Regions from separate parts of the Sus scrofa genome. Here region 1 is linked to region 2. The links are chromatin contacts, called in public Hi-C maps. All regions are on one chromosome and are shown on one strand. Each heading gives the region's core, a stretch centred on a gene start, on an enhancer-like site or on the middle of the called end of the contact. The rest is flanking DNA. Distances are from core to core; before and after follow the strand shown. Region 1 holds the start of RAB13 (ras-related protein Rab-13). Region 2 holds the start of HDGF (hepatoma-derived growth factor).

The links. A called contact is a pair of places that touch in the nucleus more often than the background predicts.
Region 1: a contact with region 2 is called in a Hi-C map of omental adipose tissue, with 1.6 times the contacts expected there. The contact joins the promoter of RAB13 here to the promoter of HDGF in region 2.

Annotation. Positions count from the first base shown.
Region 1 is chr4:95,703,684-95,707,161 of Sscrofa11.1, forward strand. RAB13 (ras-related protein Rab-13) reads left to right here and starts at 1,410. Exons shown (of 8, transcript XM_013997080.2): 1 at 1,410-1,670; 2 at 2,999-3,059. The coding sequence starts at 1,547.
Region 2 is chr4:93,339,726-93,343,437 of Sscrofa11.1, forward strand. It overlaps HDGF (hepatoma-derived growth factor), which reads left to right and starts at 1,356. Exons shown (of 6, transcript XM_013996955.2): 1 at 1,356-1,633.

The DNA.
Region 1 (3,478 bases), core at 160-2,659, 2.4 Mb after region 2:
GGGTTAAGAACGAACTAGTATCCATGAGGATGCAAGGTCCATCCCTGGCCCTGGTCAGTGGGTTGAGGATCCAGCTTTGCCATGAGCTGTGGTGTAGGTTGCAGACAAAGCTTGGATCTGGCATTGCTGTGGCTGTGGTGTTAGCCGGCAGCTGCAGCTCTGATATGACCCCTAGCCTGGGAACCATTTGCCATGAGTGCAGCCCTAAAAAGACAAAACAAAGAAACAAAACAAAAAGAACTGATGGATTTTCAGAACAGTACATGAAAACTGAAGAATCGTTTAAAGGACCAAGGAGAGATAATTTGACCAGAGAAGAGAAGTAAAGAACACTCAAGCTTTGTCATGAAGCTTGAAGACATAATGGATGATGGGATAAAGGACAAATGGGGACTGAATAATTGTATTTGAGAAGGGACAAGCATCGGCACAGAAGGTGACAGGAATAAGTGACAAAGATGCCCTCTCAACCAGTGCATCGTACAAGAACTATTCTACCGACCCACTGTAAGAAAAGCAGATATTTTGAAGAATTTTTTCCAAAGGCAAAGATAAACTAGTTTCTTTATAGCCATGTTCTCTGCATTTCAGCTTCCAGGTTGCCAAGGCTACACATTCACAGTCTGTTCAGTGAGGTGTTAGGAGTATTGCCTCAGGGCTGTGTTAAAAGATCCACATTCATCAAAAGAATGAGGCCAGAGACTTGTGGTCTCCATCTCTGTCTTCTTGAGCTGGCTTCTCAGAGAATTCACACACAGGGTCCCAGAAGGAAGACTGTTCAAAATGAAGCTCCAGAATGTATCTAGGTGAAGGGTGCGGGTGCACGCAGCTAGGGATGGAGGTGATGGTGGAAGCGGGGTGGGGGTGGGGGACTGATTCGATGGTACTGTTAATTTCAATTTTTCACTCTGTGCCACCAGGGGGCAGACTGACTCAACAAATAGCCACCTACTCCAAGCATCCCGCTTTTTTCAAATGAAGTTGGGATTCTGAAACTAAGGGCTTGGAACAATAACACCAGAATTCTAGAACTGCCCCTTCTAGAAAATAGAACGGTTCTATTTTCCTTGAGTCGCCCCTCCAAAAATCCCCAATTTTTGCCAACTCCCAGCGTTATCCTAGCCTTCACCCTTATTCCCCCAAACATTCCCTTTCCTTCCTCTTCCCCTGGTCATTTTGATTACATCTCTACTTTACTTCCCCCTAGCCTTCCTGGCCTCAGTCTAGAAGAATGAAGTCAAAAGAGGGGAACGATGGCAAGCCAAAAGCTGGAGGAATCGATTAGAGAAACAGGCCAACGTTGCTCCAGAAGGGAAAGCCTGGAGAGCTGAAGGTTGGGCTGGCTTCCTCGGCCCGCAGAAAGGGGTGGGCGGGCAGGGGGTGGGGCCCAGAGGAGGGCCGCCTCTCCTTTTTCCCGGAGCCTGGGCGGAGAGGGAGGAAAACTTCCTGGCCTGGGCTCCCGGCCGCTCAGTCGGCCACCCCTCCAATCCCGCCTCCCGGTGCCCGGCGCTTCCCCACCCCTCCCCCGGCACCCCCAGTGTCCGCCATGGCCAAAGCCTACGACCACCTCTTCAAGTTGCTGCTGATCGGGGACTCGGGGGTGGGCAAGACTTGTCTGATCATTCGCTTTGCAGAGGACAACTTCAACAACACATACATCTCCACCATCGGTGAGCCCACTGGCGATACCCTAGATCCCGACTCCCCCCGGGGCCCTCATCTTCAGGCTCTGGGGTTACTAGTGGCCCACAACTGCCTCCTTAGAGTCAGGCTTCTAAACTCCAGCCCCTCAACCCCTGTCTCAGACCCGTCCCCCTTATGCGTCTCTGGATGGCACCCGGACCTCTAACCTCTCTGAGACCTCCAGATAACTGCTCGGTGGTGCCAATCCCTGGTTTTCTTGGTGCCACCTGTCTCCCTTGCCTTCCCAAATCCACACGAAGGCCATTTTTCTCTCAGCTCCTGTTCCCCACCCCCACCCACCTAGAACTCTTGACCCCTCTCCATGTTTCCTGTATACACTCTCCTTGAACATCTGGCTCCCAGTTCTGCTAACCTCTTTCCGTCCTCCTGAGTGGCACACTCTCCCAATTGCATCCCCATCTTACGGTCTACTTTCCACCCTCCCTGCCTCTCAACTTAGTAGGGGGTTGGGGAGGATGGAACGGAGTGGCCGGGTGTGCTGGAAAGTGGCCCAAGGACTGTGATCATGAATATCCAATCAGCCTGGTGAGGAAGGTGGGAGTGAGGGGACTTTTGGGGTCTCTGAGTCAGCCTGGTGACTCAGCCTCCTCCCTGGAGCTCCCAACAGGCTTGGGGGAGGTGCACAAGTTTGCCCTAAGGACACTGTTTCCCCCCTCCCCTCTCCTGGTTCTGGATCTCTGGCCTGGGAAATAAGACAAGGAGAGTCTCAAGATAATCCTGGTTAGAAAGGGGAGGGGAAAATGCCCCTCTCTCCTAAGTCAGTCTCTGAGGGAATCTTGTTTAGCCCCAAGCTTTCTCGGTTGCAAATTTGGTTTAGGAGTTAATTCGCATAGATTGGCATCAGCTACCTTTTTTCTCGCTCTTTACCCTTAGGGCCAGGAGGGTAGGTGGGAGAACCAAGAGTAGAGGGTTCTAAGAAAACAGAGGAAAAATCTGAAAGTAATATTTTGGAGGAGACAAATTGAATTAAGACAGTTGTCAGCTGACATGGCTGAGTGGACCCAAGAAGTGCCTTAAACGCCTTAAGACTCCCAGCAGAATTTTCATCGCCTTCCCCCACAAAATCCATAAAATCAATGTGCTTTACTTTTGATTGTAAAAACAGTATGTTTGCTCTACACATACAGCTTTGAGAAAATCCTCCTCGTTTTGCACTGCCTCCAAGATTGCTTCCCAAGTGCCTCCCTGCAGAATTGCTGGCACTGCTCCTGCTCGATTCCTGTCTATCTCACCACACACTTTGACGTGCATATACATTCATGTCTCAATTTCAGTGTATATTCTCCACCCTTAGGAATTGATTTCAAGATTCGCACTGTGGATATAGAGGGGAAAAAGATCAAACTGCAAGTCTGGTGAGTGAACCTCCCACAGGATTTCTTTTCTTCTTCTTCTTTTTTTTTTTTTTTTTTTTTGTATTTTTAGGGCTGCGCCCTCTGCATATGGAGGTTCCCAGGCTAGGGTTGAACTGGAGATGTAGCCGAGGGCCTACACCACAGCCACAGCAACCGCAGGATCCAAGCTACATCTTAGACCACAGGTCACAGCAATGCCGGATCCTTAACCCACTGAGCAAGGCCAGGGATTGAACTGCGTCCTCAAGGATGCTAATCAGATTCATTTCCGCTGAGCCATAACAGGAACTCCAAACCACCCCCCTCCCCAGGATTTCTAAACCAGACTTCCTCATTTACCTTTTATAACCATTTCCCTTCTAGTTTGCCTCTTTTCGCTCCCTTTCCCCATGGCTGCTTCCAGCACTTTTTAAAATCCA
Region 2 (3,712 bases), core at 106-2,605:
ATTTACTGAAACATCTCTAAGACCTTGTGACAAGATTCTCTCCTAACAATAAGAACAAAGAAAAGTACTAGCCTGACAGAATCTGGACTATTACACTGACTGCATTTCAAACTGGAATGCATGGTAGAGTAAACACCAACTGGGATCTAGCTGCTCTGTTGCAACAAGTTTGGATTTGCTATTGAAATAACTCGACAAGTCTGGGGCTAAGGGCATGCATGAGGACCGTGCAGAGTGCCCTGCTGTGCCAGCAGCCTGGGGCCTGGAGGGCCTGGGTATAGGACCAGAGGGATTCCTATCACAAGGCAGAATTATGCTGAGAGACCACATTATTATAAAGGCAAAACATGTGAAATGCATTGTCATGACCATAAGGACAACAGATAGGAAGGCTGTAGGGAGCAATTTCAGGCCTCGGCTAATGATAAGCAGCCATTCCATGCCCGTGATGTTGGCAGGGAGCAGTGTGATCCTGCCTCACAGTTGAGGAAATTGAGGCTCAGGGAGAAGTTCAGAGGGTAGTGTAAGTTCTTATGATTGGTGAATAGCTGGGCAGAATGTGTACCTGGGCCTTTTGGCCTCATCCTGCACTTCTGCAGGGAGATTCTGCATATGCTTTGAAGCAGGATCAGGAAACTCATGGGGAAAGAAAAAAAGCTTGTTTTCTCTCTTTGAACCTAGAATATTTTGTTGCAAAATTTTAAGGATCTAAACATGGTATAAGGTAAGATCTAAATAACTATCTCATTTCTAAGAGATCATAGGTGTCTGGAATTTCAGCAAATCCAAAACCAACACAGTGACAGCAAATCAAAGATGTAATTACAGCAAAGTCTTGTCTGGCTTAAGAGACCTGAGTTCAACTTTTGGCTCTATCAATTCTTAACATATAACCTAGGCTAAAATGTGGTCTCTGGAATCTGGCAACATTACATTTGTCCTCTAAGGCCCAACTCAAAGTCATCACCTTTGTGAAGCCTTCCCAGATTCTTCCCCGGACTCTTACCCTCCAAGAGAGGTAGTGATGTTTTACCAATGGTTTGGGATTTACACTGTCTCTTCCCAAAAGAAAAGAGTTCATATTTGGGCCCGTGGCTAGTGGTAAAACCCAGATCTCTTCTGCCAGGAAATAGCACAGAAAGCCGAGACCTATCTAATGCACATGGATCGCGGTCACTTTGTGCCACAACCCCTCGGACACCTCCTGGCTACCAAATTCCACAAAGGCCGTAGTGTCGGAGCAATCCCCGACGTTTCGGTGACCCCACAAATTGTAAGCACGTCGAGGTCCAGGGCAAACCTCTGTGCGCTCAGGGGCGCGGTGCCCAGCTCTCGCCGCTGCGCCCAGCACTCTGCCAAGCACCGCAAGTGCCGAGCAAACATTCGTGGACAGGGATGGAGCCGTGGGCAGGGAGACACTACGCCTAGATGTCGACACTCCACTGCGCTGAAGCCGCTGTTGGGAGCGCCCCGTGGGGCCGGGGGAGGGGCGCCAGGCCGCTCCGTCCAGCCGGGCGCCAGCTCCTCCCGGGCTGGCGGGCACCCACCGACAGCGGGCACACAAAGCCTGCTCGGCTTGCTCGGCGATCGGCTCCTTACGCCTGTGTCGCCACGCGCCGCCAGGCGGCTCCAGGTTGGGCGTCGGGTTGGGGCAGGCACGGGGCGTCAAGAAGCTGCACGCATCAAACCGCCGCGGGAGGGAGCGCGGAGGGGGGAGGAGGAGGAGTGGGAAAGGGAGGAGGGAGGAGGAGGAGGAGTGGGGACCGGGCGGGGGGTGGAGGAAGAGGCCTCGCGCAGAAGAGGGAGCAATTGAATTTCAAACACAAACAACTGCACGAGCGTGCACCCACCGCGCCGGAGCTTTGCCCCTGATCCGCGCCCGCCCCGTCCGTGCGGCGCGCGGGCGGAGACGCCGTGGCCGCGCCGGAGCTCGGGCCGGGGGCCACCATCGAGGCGGGGGCCGCGCGAGGGCCGGAGCGGAGCGGCGCCGCCACCGCCGCACGCGCAAACTTGGGCTCGCGCTTCCCGGCCCGGCGCGGAGCCCGGGGCGCCCGGAGCCCCGCCATGTCGCGATCCAACCGGCAGAAGGAGTATAAATGCGGGGACCTGGTGTTCGCCAAGATGAAGGGCTACCCACACTGGCCGGCCCGGGTGAGCAGCGCGGCCCGCCGCCTCCTAGCCACCTCCAGGCTCGGGTTGCATAACACCCGGGAGGGCACGAGCGCTCCGCGCAGAGCAGGGGGGGTCGGGTGGGGGCGGGGGATGTCCGAGTCCCTGACTCTTTCCCGAGCACCTCCGAGCCCACCCGCCGGTTATATAATGGCTGGGGGTGGGGGGTTGGCGGCGGCTGGGAACACCTGGGCAGACGGCGTCCGCGCGTAGTGGCGTGTGCGCGGCGTGGGGATCCGAGGGCGCCGGTCACTTCCCGGCCCCCGGCTCCGCGTGCTTAGTTCCGCCCCCAGCCCCCATACTCCCAGCGGTTTCGGGCGCGCAGCCTGGGTTGGGGCCAGTCGTGTTACTCCTTCCCTCCCCCGCCGCCCCGGCGCCACAGCCATCCCCTTCAGGGACCCCCTTAAAGACCCCCAGTTTAAACCTTCACTGATGGTTGCCCCTAGCTCAAACTCTCCTCTTCTAGATTAAATGGTTAAGAAGGATCTCTGCTCAGAAAGGGATAGATGGAGGCGGAGTTCGCTTCTAGAAAACTTTGGTTTGGGGGATCGTAAGAGATCTGAAGTTGGGAGGGTCGAGGAATGGTTGGGGGGCGACAGAAGAAATCTGTCCGTCTTAGAAATTACCCGCTGTTATCCTTCGCTCCTCAGCCCCGCAAAAAAAATGCCTCCATATGCTGCCAACTCAAATGTGGGGCTGAGAGTGGCAGAGCCCTTGTGGGATTGGGAAGTCCAGTCCAGACTGCCTCTTAGTGGAGGTGGGGGGAACCGAGTTGCCTCTCCTCCCCATGTTGGAGCCTCTCCCGCCAGAACGGCCCAGCCTGCCATGTGGTTGATTCAGCCCGCCAGTATGAAGCCCCCCCCACCCCAGCACCTGGCCAGGTGGGAGGGTGGGGCCCAAAAGCTCAACCTGGCACGTTCATCATGTTTCCCCCTAAGAACTGAGACAGGTGAAGTAGGGGATAAGGGAGGTCGTTGCCAGAGGGTGCTGGGGGAGGTCGGGGGTGTCCAAAGGGGCAGTACCTCTGGCAGCTTGTTTCAAAGTTGGTATAGAGAGAGGCCTTTGGTATTGGCCCTAGAGTGTCAGGACTCCTGTAGAATGAAATCCAAGGGCAGAGACGAGTAGAGGGAGTGAGTCTTCTGGGCGAGGGGGCCAAGTGCAGAACTGCCTTATGGTGGTGGGTTGCTCTCTTCCACTCAAGTCTGTCTCATCATCTGGCCCAGAGTCTGCTCTGAGCTTAGGCAGTTGACCCAGGCTTCCTGTTCAGAGTGTCCAGACCAACTTGGAGACCACCCCCCACCCTGCTCTGTTCGTGTCCTGAGGAATGTGCCCAATCCCATATGCCTTGTTCCCTGAAACTTCTAGATATCTGGCCTCTACAGAGCAACGCAGGGCTCTCCCAGCTTCCAGGGCCTCCTAGGGGACTCGGTTAGAGGGCAGTGTAAGGAAGCAGCCACAGACAGCCTTGCATGTGCATGTATATGTGTGTGGTGTCTGAACACGTGTACTTTACCCTGCACCTTTGATCCATCTGACTTCTTGG